2 separate regions of the Mus musculus genome follow, and region 1 is linked to region 2. The links are chromatin contacts, called in public HiChIP or PLAC-seq maps. All regions are on one chromosome and are shown on one strand. The core of a region is the stretch at or near the end of the contact, and the rest is flanking DNA. Distances in the headings are between cores, read along the strand shown.

What was found. HiChIP or PLAC-seq counts read pairs in DNA pulled down with a chosen protein or histone mark.
Region 1: a FOXA1 HiChIP or PLAC-seq map of pancreatic cancer cells shows a contact between it and region 2. The contact joins two enhancer-like sites. A contact is called at or near these places in 1 of 15 datasets of contacts at CTCF or cohesin (CD8 T cells) and 2 of 115 datasets of contacts at active chromatin or transcription factors (effector CD8 T cells and pancreatic cancer cells).

Annotation. Positions count from the first base shown.
Region 1 is chr3:60,575,012-60,581,662 of GRCm38.p6, forward strand. The region is part of intron 2 of Mbnl1 (muscleblind like splicing factor 1); the gene reads left to right. Among named protein-coding and RNA genes, the nearest start is that of Mbnl1, 77 kb to the left of the region's middle. Within about 2 kb of position 1,525, at least 86 of the 459 cell types and tissues checked have an H3K27ac peak or open chromatin away from gene starts, as enhancers often do. A contact at or near this core is called in pancreatic cancer cells, where this site is marked.
Region 2 is chr3:60,323,013-60,329,712 of GRCm38.p6, forward strand. No RefSeq gene overlaps it. Among named protein-coding and RNA genes, the nearest start is that of Gm33650, 17 kb to the left of the region's middle. Within about 2 kb of position 2,294, at least 9 of the 459 cell types and tissues checked have an H3K27ac peak or open chromatin away from gene starts, as enhancers often do. A contact at or near this core is called in pancreatic cancer cells, where this site is marked.

The DNA of each region.
Region 1 (6,651 bases), core at 275-2,774, 250 kb after region 2:
CCAGATCAACAGAGGTTTCTCATCTCTCTGGAAGAGCTGCTGCCTTGGAACAAACAGCCAAGCAACGCCTCCAAGCTTGTTTATACCAAGCTTGTTTACAGTCCTCCTAAAGACAGCTCTTTGGTGCACGTTGCTGTACAGAGAATTGCATGTGTTCTGGGATACAGGTATATCATGAAGAGTTTGAAGCCTTATACTTATAAAGCTGTTGACAATTTCCAGTTGTTTTTTGAGGTGGTGTGTAATAGTGTGGTCTGAATTCCACATGCATGAGTTAAATTAAGCAAGTTAGCGTGTCCATCCTCTCAGTGTTGTTCACTACCCAGTGACTATGCACCATGTCTCTGTCTAGCATTTTTGTCATGGTCTGTGCTAGTAAAATAGTAATAAAAAAGACAGAGTAGTCCACCATATCCCATCCTGGGGATGTCCATGGTCATCTGGCCTGTTCTATGTTGTTTAATGCCTTGAGTCATCAGTCAGGAACATAGAGTGATACACTCAAAATATTTTTAACATGTGGTATTTAGAATGTTTAGAATGTCAAAGAATACTCTGTAGTGATCTTTCCCTGGAGGCAGGGTGGTTCTAAAGGACTACTCTCTGGACACTTTTATAAAGTGCTTTGGAAGAAAAGAGCTCAATTTCATGGGAAAATATCATACCACACACTGCAGTGGTATATTAGTCGATTAACCTCCAAGAAATGCAAGGAACAGTACATTGCTCATTTTTTTGGTTGTTTTCCTATGAATAAGAGAATGTGTTTGATGCTCCCTCAGGGAGCTACACCTTTTTCTGTGATCGTGTTTTTTTTTTTTTTTTTCACGTTTTATGTCCAAGTGTAAATGATGGAAGAGATAGCATAACCTGTTCATATTTGTCTTAGAATATATTAAATTCAGTTTCTATGGCAACGTTTTTTAATTGGCAAATTCTATTCTGCTAGTACTCTCCAGCCTATTTTTCTTGGGTATATGGAATTGTCAGAAATGCTTCACATAGTAAAAGTTAGACTTAACTGTGCTCTTTGACAGGAAACATGTTCATGGGCCAGGGTTGATTTCATTTGTTAATTTTCTGTACTGTGTTTTCGTGGTTGGTTGCTGTGGCAATTATGTGTCTTTCTCGACACCCTTCCTGTGTCAAGAAGCCAGTGAGGATTGGTATTTTTGTCTGAGCTTACAAGTAGGTGACAGCCTTTCTTAACTGAAAAGGAAGAAAGGAAGGAAGGAGGGAAGGAAGGACAAAAGAGAGAAAGAAGGAAGGAAGGAGAGAGAGAGAGAGAGAAAGGGAGAGAGAGAAAGAAAGCAAGCAAGCAAGCAAGCAAGAAAGAAAGAAAACAGTGTTTGAAAATCCCCCAAATCCATTTAAGCAGGGTTCTGGGTGATTCTTGACTGTAACAGAATAAGCTAGACTGATATATCAGAAACACAGTTTTCTTTGCTCATCGTACACATACTGTCTCTTGAATCAGTGTGGTGCACAATGTTGAAGCAGGTACTGGGTAAGTTGGATTTGGCTACTGCAGTGTTATAAAAATAGATTAGGTAAACAGACACAGCAGGCCCATGCGGCTTGGGTTCTGACTCCTCCCCAGACTTAGTATAACTTTAATAGGCTGTAGTTCTAAAGAGAACTATGAATCTCTAGGGTGATTTCAATATTATATAACGAAGGAGGAGCTGTTTTATAGCAAGGAATCAGGTGTTATGTCTTGTAAAATAATTTCAGAGAGGTTTATCTGAAAGCTTCAGTTTTTAAGCTATTCCAGGCGACGGTGGACGTCTTTATTTTTTGCCTTTGCTATTTTTAGAGCCCTGCAGTAGCATAACCCTGCACCGCACACAAAGCAGTACGGCAGTTGGTGTTGGATGCAGAATTGCTATTAGATGAAAGCTAACAAAGCAAATCCTTGGAAAGAAGGAGCCTGTCTGCGGTAAAGACTTTCAGTATGAAAGTTGTAATGTAAAAATTAGAATGCTCAAGGATAAAATAACTACTTCCCTCTAAGAAGCCATGCCTGTTTAGTAGAGAGTAATTGTAGCCACTCACTTTAGCTACTCTGCACCACTGCAGATGTTCTGAAAAGGTGTTCCTTTCTGAATTGGTCCATGGCATTTTTGGATTTTTTTTTCCCTTTTATCAGAAGTCGTAGGAAACTTTTATAGCTGAGTATTTCAATCAGGTTTCATTTTACTCTTCTAATCCACATGCTTTCTGAATAATTATAGCACCAGTATGTGTATAAATATTCATATTTTATAGGTTGATAGGACTTATGCATTATCTCCAGTAGTCTAAGAAAAATAAAATGTGTTATCAACTAATAAACTGTTGAATCATCTGAAAAGCCCATTGTACAGAGGAATTCAGAAAGTAGTGGAGATGAGGTGGGCTATAACATCTGTGGAGTGAAGTGTGCTCAGAGCCACAAGCTTTGAGCATCATTCTGTGGTCAGTAGAATTCTTTTAGATTATTTATAAATCTATACTTTAGCTGTCTGGTTTTAAATATTTAAAAGAATACCAAAGATTCATGACATAATTAACCGTGTTGCTGCTTAAGAGGAAAATTAAAGCTCTCTGAGTTGGCCTTGCACACCTCCTTGTCTGTCTGCCTCAGTGTGTCTTTGTTTGTTCAGGTAGACAGCAACCCTGATGAAGTGGAGGGGATTTGTCCATTTAGGAATGTTTAGAGATCTGGGGGATACACTACACCGAATTATCAAGGTTCTTTTCATAACCAGACTATACAAACAGCACTTGAGAAATTAGTGCAGAAAGGTTTGTAGCATCATTCTGTCATCAGTAGAATTCTGATCTTTGGATTTTTAACCCTCACCAACCCTGTCTAATAGCTCAGAGCAGCAACATAGCCAGCCTCCTTCTGTATTCTCCAGCAGTTCCCGTGCTGAGAGCAGATCTCTCGTTTTGGGAATTGTCAGATTTCCTGCTGTTACATCTTTATCCAAGCCAGTCTGACTTTGAGCATTACTGCTTGCAAGTACTGTTAGGGAGAGGAGGAAAATCAATGTCTCCAAAATGGGCAGGGTTATAGCTCCAGACGCAGCAGGCTAGACAGCTGTACATCTGGACCCTTTACTGATGGTTTCGTCAGGTACACATGAAGTACATCTGCTGACCTACAGTTCTGTGACAGATAAATTAGCTGAATTATTAAAGAGCTTTCTTAATCACCAAACATGTTCTAATTGAATGATGAAGGATGAAGGTGAGCAGGCAATGAGTTTCAAAGGGTCTAGAAACAGGTGTGTGGTATAAAATGTAATGGTATACTTTTTCTTGTTGCTAGCCTAATTTAGTTGCATTTGTTTTCCCATATTGATAGGAAATGTATTTTTCATATTTTTAGATCTTGAATGGCGCTCAGTCTCTACACACACCCTATTATGCCATGAGACACTGATGCCATTCCTCTGTACACACAAGCCCTGGTGCACATATGCACATGCATATAAGCTCACCTGTAACATTTAGGTATTTAGGGTGAAATCAAGTGTTTGGAAATGAAATGCTGTTTCTCTTTTTATATTAGGGAAACATAGCCAACCATCAGTAACAATCTTATCAGATTGGACTCCTTTGTGAAAGAGTTTTAGGACAGGACCAAAATATCCTTGTCTAGACCTCTTCAGAGTAGAATAGAAAACCGTACTTTGTATAAAGTTCCGGTTGAGGCAGAACAGCCTGAAGGTTTCCAGACTGAGACTGAAAGCATCCAACAAATGCAGATAAACCTGCCTACCATAAACACTGCCACATCTCCTGGCATTCTCCCACTGCTGCATGCTGAACCAAGGGCTGCCCACAAAATTTCACTGAAATGTACCCTTGTTGCCTTAGTAGATAGATAATATAGTTATTACCATTTTGTTCATGAGGACACTGAGGGGCAAAGGACTAAGTAATAAGTACAACAGAGTCACAGGTAGGAAAGTGCAGGATTAGTTTTTAAATTTATGTTCCTATTTTTGCTTCTTTGAACCCCACTATTAGAATTTATCCCCATATCAGTTTTAAGGAATCAAAATGAAGAAGAGCGGTCCGTGTTTAAAAAATAATGTCTTCATGGAAGTGTGTGCTGGGTTACTGTTTCAGATTTGTTCAGTATTCAAAGCTACTGTTGAATTCCTGCCTTTCTCCTACATTTCCATTTCTTTTTTCCAACTTCTCATACCAATGAGCATTCCTCCCTTTGACCTTGTCATTTGCATTAGAACACTTGCTTCTTTGGACCTTAGACTATCATCAAGGGATCATAACTTTTCATCTAGCTCCAGAAGTCTAGGAGAGCTGACCACCTTGAAGGACTCACTTATTCGCTGCCTTTAGCTCTTGTCGATATTGTTTTGCTTTTATAGCATACTGTTAAGCATGGGCCAGGCATGAGCACCATGACAGTCTCCAAGAAAACACCCTTACACACTTCAGGGCGTTACAGAGTATATGTGAGAGCCAGAAAAGCAAATTGACCAATGAGGTGTTGGCATCGTAATTGGAAGCAATGAGAAATAGCACACAGTTGCACGAGGCGAGCTGAATGTCTGTCCCTTCCCACCCCCACCTCATAGGCTCATAGTAGAGCACATTTTGAAAATTCTGAGGAATTCATTCCAATTCTATTTTGGTAGGCAAGGAAAATTTAGAAAATTGGTAATAAAGTATTGCCAGTCTCTACTGTCATCTCAATGAATCACAAACTTTAGCTTCTTTTACTGAGCATGGATACAAACACAGAATCATTGAGTCCCATAATTTTGTTTTTTAAAAGTGTATCTGTTCGTAATGGAGAGAATTGAAATTTATACGTGGCAGGGGTAGCAAAGTCATTTCTCTTTATAGTATCAGGTTTTAGGAAGCTCCATTCTCCCAAAATATGGCGCTCATTCTCTCTACCAAAGGAGCCATTTCCTGTCAATGTCAAGGGACAAATGGCCAATGGGTGTTGACTGTTGACCAACCAAAACCAGTGCTGGCCTTTAGGCTCTTTCAGTATAGCAGCACAACTATTCATGGCTCTTTTCAGCGCTTCTGATCCTACCTCCTGCTTTAAACTCCAACTCCTGGGCTTCCCTCTTTCAGCTTCCCTCTCTCCCTCTCTGTTCCTCTTGTGGTCTGGACTCTTTCAGATGCCTTTGGCTGTGTCCTTCTTCGTATCTACAATTAAAGTCTTTCCATCAACAACACTTCGGAGTAGTCAAGTCTTTAGTTTATAAATCTAGTGCCTAAACCCTCAGTTTATACATCTGGTCCTGAAAGCTCTGGGTGGGAGCACAAATGGATCCCTCCCTTTCAAGGGGTCTTGCCTTTCCTAAGCAAACGAAGCTGCAGACTTGACTCTCCTAAGATACGCATGTATCTGTTTTGTTTTTATTTATTTAATTCTAGAGTCTTCCTCTTCCTTGCTTCTTCCTTTCACCTTCTGTACTTCTGCTGTGGTATTCGGGGCAGCTCTCTGGCTCCTGGAGCCTGCTTCCCCCTCCTGGGTGCCCTTCACAAATAAAGGCTCTCTCTCCCTCCACCTCCTCAGTCCTCTTCTATTGAGTAAATTTAACTGCAGCACTATCTGCTTTGTCTCTGTTGACTTGCTGGAGCTTACTATTACTATAAAACCATTCTTCTCAGCCTCCTGGGCCCCTGTCATATAGAAAATGGATGCCTCTCCTCTGTGACTGGAGATATCTCTCTCTCTGACAAATCTCTCAGTGCATTTGAGCATGCCCCAGATTGAAGCTCTTGTTGCACAGAACACTTATCCTCTCCCTCACGCCTTTCTCCTTCACTGCATGTTCTCGGCTCCCTCCGAGCTTCCTCCTCTCTGCTAGAAGCTGCCTGCGTGGTCTCTCTCCATAGCTTGCTAGAACCCGTTGTTTCTTCCTTTACCTTCCCTGACCTCTGTGATACAGACATCCTCTGGGGTGGAGTTCCTGTTTGCAGCCCTGTCCCTCCTGTCTGTCAGCTTCCTCCTAATTAGAACCCTCCCTCTGGTGGAGTTCCTGATTTTTCCTTTTTCTCTTTTCCTCTTTGGAGCCAGAGACTGTATGAAGCCATGATGTCTGGCTGAAAAAGGTGACCTTAGTTTAGTGCAGTAGCGCCAAATCAATTTGCAAATTCCCACATATTGTAAAACATTTGCCATCATACAAGCAAATATTCGACAAAAGTCTCTTATCTCTAAGCTTTTTCTACTTTCCACTCTAGAAAATCTTTTATCTCTATGCTTTTTGCTCTTTGCTCTCAAAAATTATTTTAAAACTATTATATAAACTCTGTAAAATTTGGAACAAAAGTTAGCTTAAAATTTGCAACCAAAAGCTAATACGTTAAAAAAAAAAACAAAAAACAAAAAACAAGACTATACCTAGGTAATCTTAATTTTCTCTGTGATACTATATGTGTAGCTCGGATTCAACATGTTTAGGGAAAACACACACACACATACATATGTATGTATATGTGTGTGTATATATATGTATGCATATTGAATATATGAATATGTATGTATATATATTCAACTCTTGTTAAGTAAAATAGATGTTTCTAAATAGTAGCCACCATGTGACTGCACCACCATCTTCTTTAAGATGACCACGTGCTATAAACCAGCTAAGGCAGCACCCATAAAAC
Region 2 (6,700 bases), core at 1,044-3,543:
AGGACAACTTTTGGTATCTTTGCCCAAGTGCTCACTACATTTTTAAAAGCCTGTAGTCAGAGACTCTCACTGTGCTGGAAATCACCAAACAGACTAGGCTAGCTGGCCAGGAAGCCCCAAGAACCTGCCTGTATTCAAGACTTTTTTTTTTTTTTTTTTTTTTGGTTGATTTTGGAGACAGGGTTTCTCTGTATAGCCCTGGCTGTCCTGGAACTCACTTTGTAGATCAGGCTAGCTTTGAACTCAGAAATCTGCCTGCCTCTGCCTCCCAAGTGCTGGGATTAAAGGTGTGTGCCACCACCGCCGTGCATATCCAAGATTTCTGAGTGCTGAGATTATAAGTATATACTATCAGAACCAGCTTTTCTTAGCATAGTTTCTGGAAGTTGACCACATCTCCATTTGCTTGCAAGCAATTATTTTACCAACTGAGCTACCTGCCTAGCCCCAAAACATTAACTGATTAATATAAGGTATGAAACTAAAATTCTATTAAAACATTGATATTAATATTAATCAAAAAAGTTGGCTATGTCCAAACCATGCCCTGATTCTGGGGGAAACAGTCATTGAGAGAAAAACTCTCTGTGCTTACTTTCTTCCAAATCCCCATTAGATCATGTTTTAAATATACTTTGGTACTTTACTGCACAGTCTGTCTCTGGCTTGCCAACAAAACACATGATTTATTGACCTAAGGCTGTAGTTTTTTCATATGCTTCTGTGGGCTGTCAGTTTGTGCACTATTCATTACTGGCCTTGTGTGTGGCTTCAGTCTTAACTCTACAGTTATCTGAAGTCATACAAACTTTGCAAACAATTGCTTAGTAATTGATACCATTCCCAATGGAGAACCCAGCTGGAGAGCACAATACTTGTTCCTGAACATTTGGGTGTCATGGACTTCTCACAGAATGACAATTCATTGTCTTGATGAGGCAACCGAAGAATAAATACTCCAAAAGATTTGGAAGGAAGTTTGAGACTATGGTGATGGTGTCTAAAGTTACCAAAAAAAAAAAAAAAAAAAGTCCTGGCAACATTAAGTTGGCCAAGTAGTCAATGAGTCCAGTTGCGATTTAAGAAACTGATGTAGACATTAGCTCACACATTTTGAAAGAAAAATGAACATGAACATAAAAGGGCATGGGAATAATAACAACTCTTGTTGACATTTTCAAACATATTTTCTACCATGCTTCCCAAGGTTTCTTCAGAAACCAGATCAAGATCTGCTTCTGATATAAAATCACTTGTTCATTCCTTCAGTCAAAATATTATTTTCATGCTACGGCTTAGAGCCATGCTTTTGAATAGGAAACTTAAAAATCAATGAGTTAATCTGTTCATGATTACTGGCCTGGTGCCTAACTCTAGTAACTTGTTTGTCATCAAATTTGTAACTTTTTTTTGATTAAATGACACAAAATAATGTAATGAAGAGAAAATGTATTACAAATGGCAAATGATTGCTTAAATATCATGTAATACACTCAAAGACCAATACATAATGCCTCATTTCAACTTCATAGTAACTCTGTGAGTTAGGTATTGTAGGACTATTTTCCAGGTGAGGTAATGCTTTGGAACAAATTGCTTTGTATCCAGGAAAGGACAGAGCTTGGATTTATTCCCAGATATGTATAAGACTCAGTATTTGCTCTCAACCACTGTAAATATTGCCTCTTGGGCTAATAAAATTCTGTCTCCTTTCCCAAGAATACAGAATTTTCTTTATCTTCACTTTTATTCTAATGCTTCACAAGTATTTGTGTGGAAGTAACAGGAAGAAACAAAATATAAATAAATGTTTTAGATAATCCTGCTCTTCACTGCCATCATTGTGGTATAATTAGGGAGTATTATTCATATTCATATATATAATTTATGTTCGGTGGTGGTAGTGCATGCATTTAATTCCAGTACCTTCAACGCAGAGTTAGGCATATCTCTGAGTTTGAGTGAGTTCCAGAACAGCCAAAGTTGCACAGAAAAATATTGTCTCAAAAAACCCAACAAGGAGAAGGAGCAGTTAGAAGAGGAAATGAAAAGGAGGAGGAGGAGGAGGAGGAGGAGACATATTTTATTAGTTACTTTTCTCATTGCTATAACCAAGTACAATAAAAGAAGCAACTTAAGGGAAGAAAGCTTTATATTGGCTTATAGTTCCCAGTGATACAGTTTTATGACAGGAAAGCCATGATGGCAGAAGCCCAAGATTGTTTATAACATTACATCTACAGTCAGGAATCAGATTGAACAAATATTGAAACTAGGTTGTAAGTCCTCAAGGCTTGCTCATTCCCAGTTCCTTGAACAAGTCTCAAACTCCTCAAAATCCTACAACTTTCTGGAACGGTGCTGTAATCTGGGGACAAAGTATTCAGATGCATGAACGTATAGGGCATTTCACGTTCACATCATAGTGCACACCTTAAGGAATCAGATCATCAGATTTTAGGCCTGCAAAGCATCCTGATTCACTCCAGTAGGAACAACTCCATATTAAAAATATAAAGGGCAAAGAAAATAAATGTATACAATGAAATTTGTTAGGGATCTCTATCTCTACTTAAAAGAACATTTCATTTTATTGCTGTTGCATATTTAAGCTACTGGTGACAGCATCTTCTGGAGTTTATAGTTGTGTGGTATATGGGCACCTGAAGCAAGCTTCACTCTTAGGAGTGAAATATAATCTAGAGTTTTCCAAAATACTGACCATTCCATAACCCTAACTATCTGTCTTTGTATTTATGCCACAACTTTTAGTGAAAGACACTTACCCAAATCAGGATGATAACTATCAACACTCAGACAACTAAGGTATGAGGACAAGAGTCAAGCCACAAGACTGAAGGAACCTGACTACACATTCACAGCAAGATTTTGTCTCAACTTAAAGAGTGAGACAAAGGGAGGAAGGGAGAAGGGGTATAAATTGAGAGAATCAAGGAGGGAAGGAAGGAGGAAGGAAAGAAGAAGAGAGGAGAGGAGAGGAGAGGAGAGGAGAGGAGAGGAGAGGAGAGGAGAGGAGAGGAGAGGAGAGGAGAGGAGAGGAGAGGAGAGGAGAGGAGAGGAGAGGAGAGGAGAGGAGAGGAGAGGAGAGGAGAGGGACATCGTGTGTCTATGTGTCTGTGTCTCTCTACCTTAGCTCTCTCCACTGAGAACACCAGAATGGTTTCTCTCCAATAGCAAAGAGCATCTCTAGCACTTAGACCTTGATTTGGGCAAGCAATATTCCCTTAAGAAAAGTAGAAATCAGTGGAGAAAAGATTCTATGAAAAGGTTGGTCCGAGAAAGTGCAAGATGAGCCCAGACTAATTTGTTATATTTTAACAGGTAAAACATCCAGAAAATAATGGGAAATGCCAATAAAACACAACAAAAGTACCTTTAGGGAGCCCACTGAAGAAATGTGGAATTTTAAGATCAAATACAATGAAAAATTAAATAAAATATTTCTCTATATGTGCCAATAAATGTAAATGAATAAATTAAAATTTTGGTGAGGAATATTTATCTGCTTAAATTCAAAGTAGCTTCCTTAGGAAACCTTAATTACAAATAGAAAAAAACATAGAAAATTATCAAATTTTTGTCACCAAAATTCTGTTCAACTTGAGCAATACAGGAGAATAGTTACTTTGTTATATTTCTTCTTAAGTTGTACATCATAAATCCACCTGTGACAAAAAAGCCCAATACCGTAGTGAAATATTTTATCTAAAATATACTCCTTTAATCTTCAACAGTGACAGGGCTGCTAAAGTCCTTAAATGTAAGATAAGCATGGTACCCAATGCCATGTACTATGCAAGACTGGGCATTTCTTTAATAGTAACTATATTGAATCTGTAAGCTAAATTTGAATAGAATTAACATTACCCTCTAGTTATGTTATAAAGATCAAATTTCTCAATACTTGAGATATTGTGATTATGTAGGTCAGAATCTTTATTTTTCTATTTATTTGCTTGGATAGTCACTCTATGATTTCTAAGTAATCCAGAACTTTCCAAGCAACACAGAATGTTCTCAGACTCATAATCCTCCTATCTCCACCTCCCAAAGGCTGAGATTTCATGAATATACCTCTATATCCAGCTGACTGTATTATACTAAACTATTTAACACTCACAAGACATACTGGCTCCTTACTTTAAATGACACAGAAGATGCAGTTAGTTAAATTATTCTTGCAATTTTTGTTTGGTATTTCAAAATAAAAATTTTTATAAGACACTAATAATTTCAAGAATTCTTTAATATCAAATAACAGCATAATGAGTGAGAATTCTGTTTAGTCATTAGACGTGTCGTGTGCTAAGAACCTAACTCAGCATCCTCCTTAAACGCCTAACCAAAGGAAAAATCAGGGGCCCAGTGACGTGGAAATACCTGGTTCCTTTGGAGACTCAGTTGTGTCATGTGATGTTTTTCTGAGCGTTGTCTTTTAAGGGGATGTTTTGCTGAGAACAGACATGTGGTGATTTCTGGAAGCTGTCTTGTATAAGAGCATGTGATGGCTTGCTGGAACAGATGTTTGAGAGGGCATGTGTTTAGAAAGTATATATATATATATCCCAGAGAGTGAGAAGACACTCTTGCATCAGTATGCCTTGTAGTGTTTGCTGGTCTTCACTGATCTCTGCTTGTCTTAACTTCATAGAGAAAAACTCACCAAAGAACTTCTCATTGTATTCCAGTTGCTTCTTATGTCCATTTGTTGGAGCCTCACATTTTCTTCTGGATCGAGCTGCTGCTATTGATTTGTGTTTGGTGTTTCGGACTAGACTGCTAATATCCTTACAATGAAATTGGAATCGCCCCAAAGAACTATTTCTAAACAGGTCAACATCCCCTATTTTCTACTAACCTCTCTTTTCCCCTGTATCTGGTAAGTGAGGTAGAAATGAGGTTGAAGCTTTAAGAATCCTTATTAAAGTACTTTTCAAAAAATCTAATGCTACAGCCCAAAGAAGAGTTGTTCATTGTGTGTTATCACTATATTATCAGTAATAGGTTTAGGGTGTCCCAGACATATCCTAATTCTCTATGTGGAAGGTAGATAGTTAGATAGATATATAAGACAGTCAGACAGATAGATAATAGGAAGTTAATATGTCTTTTTAAAATTTTCTTTCTAAAAACAAAAAAGCATAGTGATTCTAAATCAACTATATTTTTAACTTTAAATACAATGAGCCTCCTGTGTAGAGGAAGTATATATAAATAATTTTAATATAAGCTCTCCTAAAAGATGGTTCCATAGATGCTCTCAATGAGAAAAATCAAATGTTTCTTCATATAAAATATAATTCTTTCTTAACACATGTTAGTTCTCTTTAGGTATGCCATGACATTACATTGAAAAATCAGAGATAAAGAGAATGTGCTCCAAGAGTTTATGTCCTTAAATCCCCAAATCAAGTCTACAAGAAATATTTTAAATGAATATTAGATGCAAACATTCCTTGACATTTAGTACGTTAAGTAATTTTATATATATTTACAGAAAAGAGAAAAGAAGATATTAATGGATCATTTTGTCCCCAGATAAAAAGTTTTTCTGTACTTTTAAAATCTTTATTGTTACTATAGAAGCTAGCATCTGTGATCATAACAAATAATAGACTGAGGCAGAAGGATTCCTATGAGTAAGTTCTAGGCCTAAGGCATTCTCTGTCCCTTTCTCTCTGTCTGGCTGTCTGCATGAATATGAAAATATACTCATATTTCATTGCTTCGTGAATATCTTAGTCTTACTGCTTCTTTGAAAAACGAGAAATCTACATTAAAGTAAAGGTTTAAACTTGGGCTGCAGAAGCAACAGAGCTTCTTTGAAAGAAGTCCTCTCAGGTCCTCATCCTTAGCCAGGAGACAGAGCTGAGATCCAGACACCTGGACACCTTCCCTGCCAGAGGAGAGCCAGACTCCAGGTAGGGCTCTGACCCCAGGAATCAGGAGGTGGATCTGAGACTTCGGACCACTGGGACTCAAGAAGAAAAAAAAAGTAAAGGTTTAAGTCTCCTTGATTCACTCTGCTCTTCTCAAAACTGGAAGTATTAATTTTAGAATTAAAACTAAATTTTAATAGACTCACTTAGGGATTAATTCCTGTTTGTCTAGTTCTTTGAAGAGTATTACTCAGGGAAAATGTGATTAATATTTATTCATAATTCACAAGAGGGAGGACTATTTTAATAATTTCAGTGGTCAATTTTTCATAATAAATTGGATCATACAAATCCTATTGACAAATTTTGGAAAACATCTGAGATTCCAATAACACCCTTAAGTCAATAATTACAGCAGTGTGGATAATTGACTGTGGAAAATACATGTAAACAACGCCATTTTACTTACAGAATCATTGTATCTGAAGTCATTATATAGGTTATATAATATCCCAAATCTCCCAGAATTGTCTCATTTTATAATCACCTAAGCATCATATTGCCAATGCTTCCATAAACACAGATGATGTTTGACCTTAAAACAGCCTTCTGAAGCTTTCAAAGCTTATATTTCATTAATAGAATTTATTTTGATTGCTTACAGTTGATGTGGAGCTATGGGAGGAATCAATTCTGAACTTCCAGTTTTGCTCTAGGTTAGCATTTTTCAGGGTCTGACATAACACTGAATAAGACTCCAATTCAAGTCAGAGATCACATTTATCAAAACAAACAAACAA